2 separate regions of the Drosophila melanogaster genome follow, and region 2 is linked to region 1. A link is a contact called in public Hi-C data. All regions are on one chromosome and are shown on one strand. Each heading gives the region's core, a stretch centred on a gene start, on an enhancer-like site or on the middle of the called end of the contact. The rest is flanking DNA. Distances are from core to core; before and after follow the strand shown. Region 1 holds the start of Wsck (wsck). Region 2 holds the start of CycB3 (Cyclin B3).

The links. A called contact is a pair of places that touch in the nucleus more often than the background predicts.
Region 2: a contact with region 1 is called in a Hi-C map of the Kc167 cell line, with 1.9 times the contacts expected there. The contact joins the promoter of CycB3 here to the promoter of Wsck in region 1. A contact is called at or near these places in 20 of 107 Hi-C or Micro-C datasets (the D17-c3 cell line, the Kc167 cell line, the ML-DmBG3-c2 cell line and 6 more) and 1 of 6 datasets of contacts at active chromatin or transcription factors (the Kc167 cell line).

Annotation. Positions count from the first base shown.
Region 1 is chr3R:24,627,724-24,633,239 of dm6, forward strand. Wsck (wsck) reads right to left here and starts at 2,352. Exons shown (of 3, transcript NM_170155.2): 1 at 1,412-2,352; 2 at 993-1,349; 3 at 1-939. The coding sequence starts at 2,143. atl (atlastin) reads left to right here. Exons shown (of 5, transcript NM_143017.3): 2 at 4,060-4,368; 3 at 4,434-5,516. The coding sequence starts at 4,174.
Region 2 is chr3R:24,868,334-24,873,849 of dm6, forward strand. CycB3 (Cyclin B3) reads right to left here and starts at 2,483. Exons shown (of 1, transcript NM_001276005.1): 1 at 1-2,483. The coding sequence starts at 2,195. The coding sequence ends at 468. It overlaps CG3744, which reads right to left. Exons shown (of 9, transcript NM_170177.3): 5 at 5,026-5,516; 6 at 4,605-4,916; 7 at 4,321-4,543; 8 at 3,886-4,078; 9 at 2,869-3,820. The coding sequence ends at 3,619.

The DNA of each region.
Region 1 (5,516 bases), core at 1,102-3,601:
GGAATGGTGATGCTGATGGCGCAGCACCTCCGGGGCCAGCCACCGGTTGTGGTCTGGCTGCTGGCGAGCAATGTTCATGTAGGGCAGCGGTCCAAAGACGCTCAGTTTTAGCTTGAAATCGCTGGTAACGAAGACGCTGTGCGAGCAGAGCTGTCGATGCACCACCTGGCAGCTGGATAGATAATTCATGGCACTGGCAAGCTCGTAGATCCACTGCAGCACTAGCTGCTCAGAGAGGGAAGTCAAGCGTGGCGACGGTGCCATCAGGCGACTCTCCACCAGTTTTCTCTTTAGACTCATGCGTTGCTGCTCGAAGATTAGGTAGAACCAATCGGGACTTGCTGATACTCCATAGAAATCTAGCAAATGCTCCTGGCGCTTCAATTGAGACAACTGACGTAGTTCTCTCAGCAACTGTGCCTGTGTAGTACCATTCAGATCGTCCAGACAGAGCACGTGCAGGGTGCAATCTCTGGCAAAATCGTTTGTGGAAACCTTTCCGGTTATAATCTCACCAAAGCGTCCGTCTCCGATCACATCGTTCACATTTAGTCGTAGTGCATTCCTTGGTATCCGTTCGTATCCTTCCACCAACTGTTGCAACTGCTGCTTGAAGTTTTCCGGCGAGTGTGGCAGTGGATCGTCCTCCACAAGGTATCCGTTATTTTCCCGCTCGATTATGGGCGTTTGCAGCGTCATCTCGTGCGTATTGCCACCAGTCAATCGTCGCCCGCGGCAGGTCTTGTAGCGCAGATAGAAGTAGGCAATAAGACTGAGCAGGAGGCAGGAGCCGAAGATCACACAGGTGACAGCTAGGGCAACCACCGAGGATTGACCCTTCTCAAAGGTGGCGTAACTAAAGTCGTCTAGGGATGTCACATGCTGGTCGTGAGTTCCACGACTGTACATCGTCTTGGTAACGCCCTCCAGTGTGCTCACCTAGAATATAAATAGTTACAGAGATATTCATTCGAATTTAATGCATTACTCACCAATCCGAGACTGATGTGGACATGTGCATCTGGTTGATCCAACGGCTTATTGGTAAATCGTCCGTAACGCTTGCCATCGCCGACCACAAAGCGCCGGGTGCGATTGTCCTCCGGTCGATCGTAGTCCAATTCGGCGGCTATGTAGTAGGGCACTCCATCTTGTTGAGCCTGCTGCCAGCTGCCCAGGAGCTGGGCATCGAATGGCTGACTCAGGGCGTTGTCCACGTATTCCACGATGACGAGCAGTTTGCTCAGCGGTCCATTGTCATTCCGAATGGGCGACAACTCGATGGTTACAGTGCGGTCAGTCCGGCTGAGGATTTTCGGCTGTGCTGGCACGGGACTTGGAAGGCCCACCTGAAATTTGGAGTAGTAATGTTATTGGTTAGGATTCTCGTTAGAATTCAAGCATTACCAACCTCCGTGGTGGCTTCTATCGAGGCCTGTCCGCATTCAGATTGACCTACTTGGGCATCCTTGCACATGGCTCTCACGGATATGTTGTACAGCGTGGCGGGATGCAAGTCTGTGAGTTCAAACTGCGTTTCCGTGCTCTGCACCATAAACTCAGGCTGCGGGAAGGCGGGCAACGAGGAGTAGGTCTTCAGGACCTGAGCTTTGATCAGGAAGTTGTCCAGTAGCTGGTTGGGAAGCACTGCCTCCGCGCCGCCGGCCAGGAGTAGTTTCCTCGCCTCGTACGCATTCCAGCTAAGGGTCAGGCTGTTCTCCGTTTTGTTCGAGATTCTTAGATGATGCGGACCCGGTTGTTTGGTCAGTATGGTGGAGTAGTACGAGTGCACACCAACTCCGCCACAATACTGCGCTTTGTTGGCCAGGCAGCGAGTGTTGCAGAGCTGTTCATCCTGTTGCTCCTGCGGCTCCAGGACATTTGCACAGAAGCACTTCTCGGAGGCCAGCACGGCATAGTGGTGACCCTGATGCTCGCAGATCTCGATGCAGGTCTGCGGTGTCTTGGCGTACACCGATTCATGGAGAAGATCCGTTCGTGCCGTGTAGCAACCAACGTAGTAGTAGGCAGGTGCTTCCTGGGGGACAGCTGCTCCTAGCGGAAGGCCCAAGCACATGGCCACGAGGCAGCTCGAAAGCCAAATCGGAATTGGGCGGTGTCCGCTGTGTGAACCGCATTCCATGGCTTGCAAATCTCGAATGAGCAGCTAAGCTCCTGCACGCCGGATGACTGATATCCGCCTGGGCTTTCTGTTGCTTCTTTGGGGGCTAGGACTGCCAATTAAACACTTTTCACGGGCAGCCAATTTAGGCAAATTAAAAACTTTTATTCTTTTTCCCCGCTCAACATTTTCCAAGCGCTTCTGCTGCTGCTTCTTCTTCCACTGCCGTTGTTGTTGCTCTCGGCAACCGTGTTTCCATTTCCAGTTGACTAATCGCTCTGCCGACGTCGACGCAGGCCGCACAACTGTTGCTGTTACTCTCCAACACCTTTGTTTACATCGCCCGCTAGTTGCAAAAGCTGCAAGTGTAAGTGGGACAACTGGTGTGTTGCGAAGATCGTCCGTATCTGGCGGCACCGCTCACACACCTGCTGGACAAGCCTGGTTCCAAACGGCATTGCCAGATGTGATTGTTATTTTGAATTTTAAATTCCCATTCAGCGCGCCAAAGTCTCGGACAACAGTTGGTCTTAATTAAGTGGCAATGTGTTAATTGGACAGACGCGATTTTGCTAACGTTGCAGCTGCCGCCGGACCAATTGCATTACCCACCTCCCTTCCACCACGGTGTCTATTCCTATTTTGCCATGTGGCGACGGCAAATGAGAGTTGATCGGAAAAGAGAGAGTACCGCTTCGCTCTCTTTTTGAGGTAGCCGATTCATTGGTGACTTGCGTGTTGTGCTTGCAGTTTGATTTGGTTGACGGTCGCGCTGGTCGTGTATTTATATTCATATTCCCATTCCGCATCCGAATCGGACTCAATTAGACGCAAGCATAACTTTTATGTGGCCTGTATAATCGGGAGTGTGGCATAATTCCCCACCGATCTCTTGTCTTAATGTGGTATGTTCTTCACTTGTTTTGGCTGCGTTTCTAATTAGAATTCAAGTGGTCAAACTGCGTAGCGCGACAAAAGTTGTCGACGTCATCACAACGCAGCTAACGAAATTAATTTTAATGTGTTCCCTTCCTACGGCTTACATACGAACAGTCAACTGTGCTGAATTCGTTTAACCCGATTTGGAAACCCTTTGAGTACACATTCGCCATTTGGTGTGATAAAACCCAAAAGGAACAAATGAATAAGTGATCGTGTTGCAAAAAAACAACACATCAATCAAGAACTTTAATAAGGTCAATAAAATCACCGAAAGACCGGTTTCCGATGAATTTCTTTCCAAGTTATTTTGAGTATCTGAAATAATTGAATATGTTTTCTCCATATGGGCTGTAAAATACACCGTGAAATCTGTTTTAATGTTGAAAGTTTAGTCAGTAGTAGTAGTAATAAACCGGTTTTCTTATCATTTAGTAGCCGTAGTTTCTAAAGTGACAATCAAAACCATATGCCTTTAAATTGTATACTTGTGTCTTCAGCCGAATCTGTTTAGTTTGTTCCTAAAAACAGTTGATTTTATAAGCAACAACTATAGTTTGAAAACCAGATTGCCATATGCTAATTGAATGGTAAGGTTGTATCTAAACATTGATTACTGATTGATTACACATCTACCAAGTACCATTCCTCGGATAGATTGGTACATACATACATATGTACATATATCCCACGCACCTGAACAATCCGCTTACATAGTGCCCCACTGCCCCTTCGGTTGACGTTGACATCTTCTGCGATCGGGGAGCAGCGCATGTTTGGGTTTATTTTTGGCCACCTCTCATAATTGCAGGCCTTTCTGTCCGTCGCTCGTGTCTCGTGGCTGTGCCAAATTTAAATGAACTCACGGCGCAGAGGCTTGCGCAATTAAATGTTGGCCTAGACTCGCAAATTTTCCCTTTGCCGGAAATGGAAAAATCGCTGAAAAACAGAGCAGACATTTTCTCCATACTTATCTAGCTGTCTGTTTATGCTTGCAGTTGACAGGTCGAAATCCAAAAGATTAATAAGAAAGAATTTCCCAACGGAGGCAAAAATAGCCGGTAAAACAGAGACAGCAAACGGAATAGCAGACAAGGATTCCAAACACCATAATGGGCGGATCGGCAGTGCAGGTGATCAACGCCTCCGAGGAGCACACATTTGTGCTCAACGAGGATGCGCTGAGTGAGGTCCTAATGCGGGATGAGGTCAAGGATCGGTTCGTCTGCGTTGTCTCCGTGGCTGGAGCCTTCCGAAAGGGCAAGAGCTTCCTGCTGGACTTTTTTCTGCGCTATATGTATTCAAAGGTGAGTCTTGAAATTGCTGCCACTGCAAGCATCTTCCATTTACCACACTCTTTTGAACATTTTAGTATGTGCATCACGATGCGACAGACTGGCTGGGAGGCGAATCAGATCCGCTGGAGGGTTTCTCCTGGCGCGGCGGATCTGAGCGCGACACCACCGGCATTCTCATGTGGTCCGACATATTCCTGCACGACTATCCCAACGGCGACAAGATAGCCATCATTCTGCTGGACACACAGGGCGCCTTCGACAGCCAGAGCACGGTGCGCGATTGTGCCACCGTTTTTGCGTTGAGCACAATGCTGTCCTCGGTGCAGATATACAACCTGTCACAGAACATCCAGGAGGACGACCTGCAGCACCTGCAGCTCTTCACTGAGTATGGTCGCCTCGCGCTGGCCGACACCGGCAAAAAGCCGTTCCAGCGTCTGCAGTTCCTCGTCCGGGACTGGAGCTTTCCCTACGAGGCGGAATATGGTGCACTGGGCGGGGATAAGATTCTGAAACGACGTCTGGAGGTGTCCGACAAACAGCACCCAGAACTACAGTCCCTGCGTCGCCACATTTCGTCCTGTTTCACGGAGGTGGCCTGCTTCCTGATGCCCCATCCAGGTCTCAATGTGGCCACCAATCCTAAATTTGACGGTCGGCTGCAGGACATCACGCCCGAGTTTAAGAGTAGCCTGCGCTCCCTGGTGCCCATGCTGCTGGCACCGGACAACCTTGTCTACAAGGAGATCAGCGGACAGCGGGTGCGGGCCCGCGATCTCATCCAGTACTTCCAATCGTACATGAACATCTACAAGGGCAACGAGCTGCCCGAGCCGAAGAGCATGCTGGTGGCCACCGCAGAGGCTAACCATTTGACTGCCGTGGCCGCCGCCAAGGAGCTGTACGGACAGCTCATGGAGGAGGTGTGCGGTGGAACGCGGCCGTACTTAAGCACCGCCCATCTCCAGACGGAGCACCTGCGGGTGAAGGACAAGGCACTGTTCCAGTTCGCCGCCAAGCGCAAGATGGGTGGTGAGGAGTTCACCGAGAAATTCCGCAAGCAACTGGAAGATGATCTTGAGGAGGTCTTCACCAACTACCAAGCACACAACGAGAGCAAGAACATCTTTAAGGCAGCACGGACACCGGCGGTGTAC
Region 2 (5,516 bases), core at 1,233-3,732, 240 kb after region 1:
AGTGGGGATCCGTGTCTGCTTTGGTGGCTTACGAGTTAGGTTTATTTAATGCTGGCATCTCTTAAGACTAACGTACATATTAAAACATGAATCGTTTTGGGATTTTTTGGGTGGGGGTGCTAAAGATAATGTCGCCTTTCGAGTTTAGATTGATTGTGTTCGGCTACGTATGCGGTATGTGGGAAAATTAAACAATAATACATGGCAAAAAGAAACAAAAGCACTCTTAACATAATATTTATGCAAAAAACATGTCAATAATGCGAAGGTCACAATAATAATTAAAATATAATAAATTGCGAGGACTTGACGGGAACACTAGGTAAGGGGTAAAATCAGGGGTTTTTAGATTAAGGCGGGGATCCGCTGTTTCGTCGGGATGGGGCTAATATTGGGAATAGAAGCGTCTTAGAGCCTAAGTGAAGCGTATCGTATCATGTTGAATTTGGCTAAACTTTGAGGCTGTCCTACGACAGATTGCTTTCGTTCAGGTCAAGGTTGCCCTGGAAGAGCTCCTGGTTCGTCAGCAGCGGCACCTTGGCCACCTCGTGGAATATTTTGTGCGAGTACTTGTTCCGTATCGTCTTGATGGTGGCCCGTGGCTTGCGATGCAGTCCTGCATTGAGCGCGGTCACAATTTCAGCAAAGTCCGCCAATTGATAGCCGGTGTAGTAGATAAGCGTCGATGTCCACGTCTGCTTGTCCAGCTGCCCCGGACCGCCGTGCATACGCAGTGCCATGAACAGTGCGGCCGAAGCCATCTGCGAGTCACTGAACGAAATATTGGCGTAATCCATGAGCGACAATTCCAGGATGTATCGAGCCAGGGTCAGCGTGGGCATAGGCACCTTGGCGCATCGGGCATAGCGGCGCAGGAAACGGTACGAGAGCGGGATGCCCAGATCGTACTTGATAACGCGCAGCGTCTCCCGCTCCATTCGCACCAGCTCGTCGTGATTATAAGCACCATCGCAGATATACAAAAAATCCTCTATAAGCGGCGGCTGTCGCTCATCGTACTTGCAGGCAATAAAGAAGGCAGCGGCGCCCAGAAGTTGCAGCTTCTCTTTGTTGATCACCTCGCGGCAGAGATACAGATCGACGATCTTAACCGCTAGGTACAGAGTCTCGTGGTTCAGCTCGAACGTTTCCTGCACCTCCACCATCCAGTCGACCAACAGGGTGCGCATCCAGGTGGTCAGATGGATCTGCCTGGGCATATAGTCGGCAATGGGGAATTCCGCTTCGCGCACTTTGAGGTAGTTGAATATATCCATGGCGTAGTGGGACACCTGGAAGGGATCGTCCCAGTTCTTGCGGTCGAAGTCCTCTACTTCCTCGGGCACTGGCGGAATGGGCACCACCTGGCTTGGAGCAGTCTCTGGGAGTGTCAGCAACAGCGGCTGTGGCTGCTGCTCAGTCTTTTGCTGCAACTTGGCGGAGCGACGTCGCGCCGCCTCAAAGTTTCCAGACAGCCGCATGGAGTCGCAACTGGAGACATCCTCCAGCGCGGACATGTACAGGCTGTCCTCAGTCTTGTTGAAGTCATTGGAGATCCGACGAACTGGCTTGACGGCGGCAACCTGGGGAGCAGCCAGATTGTGCGTGGGCGGCAGTAAAACGGGAATCTGCATAGGATTTGGCATGGCCGGTAGCTGAACCTCCCCCAAAACGGTCTTTTTTGCGGCAGGCACTGCCTTGGGGCGCGGTTTGGGCCTGGCCAACGCCTCTTCCAGCTTATCGAGCACTTTGTGGCAGTTCTCCACCGAATCCTCCACTTTACTGGAGGCGCGCGTAGTCATCTTACTGGCGCCAAAGACATTTACGCTGAGATTCTCCTGTTTCTTAGCATCCATCAGGGCCTGCAGCTGCTGGGCCGTTGGCTTTTTGCCCACGCCCGACTGCTCCTCATCCTGTGCCGGATGCAGTGTCATGATCTTAACATTGTTGGTCAGGTTACCCAGCGCCGAGCGCTTGATTTTGTCATTTTTAATTGGACTGTGGTCGGCCTTGCGTTTGGCGCGCGTCTGCATATTCTCCACATTCGGATCGATGTTTCCCGTGGCAGCCGCCCTCCGAGTCAGTCCCTTCCTAGTGGCAGCTCCCAGGGCTCCCAGGATGGGATTCACTGCCTGCTGCAGCTGATGATGCCCGCTTGTGATGGCCGCGCGCGTTGTTGCTTTTGTGGGCGCCATTTTGAATGCGTGTTTGCGTGTGAGCGCACTCGTCGTTTGTTGTTTGTGTTCTTGTGCGCGGCGCCTGGAGTCCTCGTCTCCTCCACTTCCACTTGGTTTCAGCAAGATCCTCGCTAGCGGATTCCTTGCAGAATGTGGTCTTTGTGTTGGCTAGAACTTGAGTCGTTCGCTACTGCCGATATTGTCGACTCGATCAAGCCTAGACATTCACACAAACTCACAATATAATTCCGGATCGAGTTTTGTGGAGTTATGGCGCTTGGCCGGAGGGATAGAGAGCACTGAGTAAAAAATCAAAAAAACACCGCCAGATGCCAGATGCAGATGCGGCCTGCAGTGTGACCGTACCGCGGCGTTCGGTCGCCTAACGGAAATCGACTGGAATACACCTCTGTGGTGAAGGTAGGCATTGGGGGTAGTCTTCCAGAGCGCGGCTAATTTAAATGTCTGAAGTTCAAAACATGTGAATTGAACTATTTGGGCAGTTTGCTTAAATATGCAATTGCAAATTTATGGAACTAAGAAACTCATCAAAGTAGCCTCGAGCAGCTGACAGAAAGGAATTTGTTTAAATATATTTATTTAATTAATTGAACAGTGCCCAAAAATCCCCATCAATCCAAACAAGAGAGAAAAGTAAAACACCTGCTTTTACACACAACTGTTTATTTAAATGTTAAACAAAATATATGTATATATACGTTTGCTTGTATCAGTTGTAAAACTAATGATTATATATAGGCATAATTAATATTAAATTTAATTCAGTTTTTGTTGCTTCAGCCAAACGCGGGTTTCTAAGAACTCAATCAAGTATGCATACGACTTGCGTCAGGTTTATCGAAGAGATATATAATATATATATATATATATATATATATGCATGCGTAGAACTAACATTAATTGATGGCCTGCCCCAAAGGCATGACAAGTTTAAGGTTTTTTTTTTCCGTTTCTGTGGAAAACACGCATACAGTCACTCATACTCGTACATACGCACTAAAACACAACTTATAATTACTGATAGGAAAAATGTACATTTGCGGATATCAAACACAATTAAAACATAGTTAAGAGTATATGACGTGTGTTGTAGAACATTAAGTATAAATTAATTACAATAAGCTGCTTGGTCTTGATCTGAAGTCTAATATTGGGTGGCAGGTAAACTTTCATTCATTCAACTTTCCATTATACTTACAACTGCGTACGTTTATAAATTAAGTATGCTAAAAATATGATACAAATTTCGTTTTCTCTCATTTTCTTTATCGAATAAAAACAATAGTTCGAACAACAAAAATTCAAATAAAAACAAAGACAATGATGTAAAAAACTATTGCAAAGGGACGAGGGCGTGGGGCGGGTCTAGTTTTACTGCCTAAGCAGGCGATCTTGTTTCGGCTGTTGACATTTACGAATCTCATAAGTTTTGCAAGAATGACAGTAATTTAGTTTCGTAGTTTTTATTCGATTCCAGATTACGCAACGAATGCCGCTCCTCGGGGAACAGATGCACCTCGTACGGCTTGTTTGCCTTGTTCAAAGCACTGATCAGACGCGAGGTGTGGCAGAAGTGCACGTTCTCGTCGATCAGGCCGTGTATGAGCAGCAGGCGTTTGTCCCTGAACAAAAGAAAACATGAATGTTTCGAAAATTTGACAATTTAAGAACCAGCTTAAGAACTCACTCTTCGGGAAAAGAGTTTACGTATTCGAGCACCGAACCGGCTGAGTAACCGGCCTCGTTATTTTGCGGCATATCCATGTATCGTTCCGTGTAGCCCGTATCGTAATACTCCCAGTTGGTGACCGGCGCTCCGGCAATGGCCACTTTAAAGATTTTCGGATACTGAACCAGGCCCATCAGGCTAAGATAGCCCCCTGTTGAAATGACAACCATATGGAAATTATTGCAATGCCTTTACCTTTACCCAGTTCCCTCAATTGAAAGTAACCATTATAGTGCATTAATTTAACGTTCATAAACCGATAAGGCATCTTCATTCTGTCTGTGTACTTGCAAGTTCAGAATGACTTGCTTGTTGATTAGATTAAATAGTATGCAGAGTTGTGGGAAATACCCCACTATAACAATGTCAATCACCTATCTCGAGATAACTTACCGTATGACCACCCGTGAATGGCCACGCGATCCATGTCAATGTAGCCCAACTGGTCAGACAAGCTCCGCAGCGCATCCACCTGATCCGTCAGCTCCACCTGACCCATCCGACCACGGATGTGACTTTCGAATCGCTTGCCTCGATGCCGCGATCCTCGAGAGTCGATGCAGATGACACAATATCCCTGCGCGGCCAGCATATGCATCCGCAATTGATGTTTTCCCTAAGAAAATACAGAATTACATCGAAGTTAGACAAAGAACTCTGTATTTTGTGAAACCTACCTTAAATGTGTTGTTCACGGTCTGCACCTCGGGTCCTCCGTAAACATTGAGCACCGTGGGATACTTGACACCCAACTCAAAATTGTGCGGCTTGAAAACCATGGCATACACGATATCTCCCGACGGCAACTGCGGCGAGAAAATTTGCGGACAGTACTGCGGCTCCGGCTTTCCGCCTTCGTGGAGATAGCCAACAAGTGAAATCTGAATGCCGTTGACTCCACCGTTCGAGCATGTCTGGTTAACGCGCATCACCTTGCAACTGGGCAGCCGCTGTATGTTGCAGTAAACGAGCAGCATCAACTTGCATTGCTGTGAGAAAATTGGGAAAAGATCGTTAAAATGCTAAATTATAGCATACTTATTTGGGCACAATATTATATTTTCACTTTAGCTAGATAATGACAGTGATCATACGTACATCATCGAATTCCACGAGGTATGAGTAACCTGGCTCCGTTAGCAGGCGAATGTGTTCGGGCCGCTCCAGACTCACAACGTACAGGTGTTTTTCTAGCGGCGTATCTCGAAGTCCCACAAAGTACACCAGCTTGTTGGCCTTGTCCACCCAGAGATTCCTGGCCAGCACCTCCCACTCTCCGCTGGTCAAGGCCACCTTGTTGAGGATGCGCGGTTGCAGTGCCGATAGATCCACGAAACTGGGCTGCGCGCCAACGGATCCGGGATCTGGCTGTCCATTTGCTTGGCTCAACAACAAGCTGGCGGTCACCAAATAAAGGTGACGAAAACCAGTCTCCTCAGATGCCCACAAGAAGGTGACGCTTGTTTCCGTCAGATCCAGGAAGTGAAGCATATCATGCACATTAATCCAGCTATCCGAGCGTTCCGTGTATATAACCTGCAGTGGCGTGATTGTGCGACTGTACAGGCTGCGCCAGCTGTGGTCGCCTA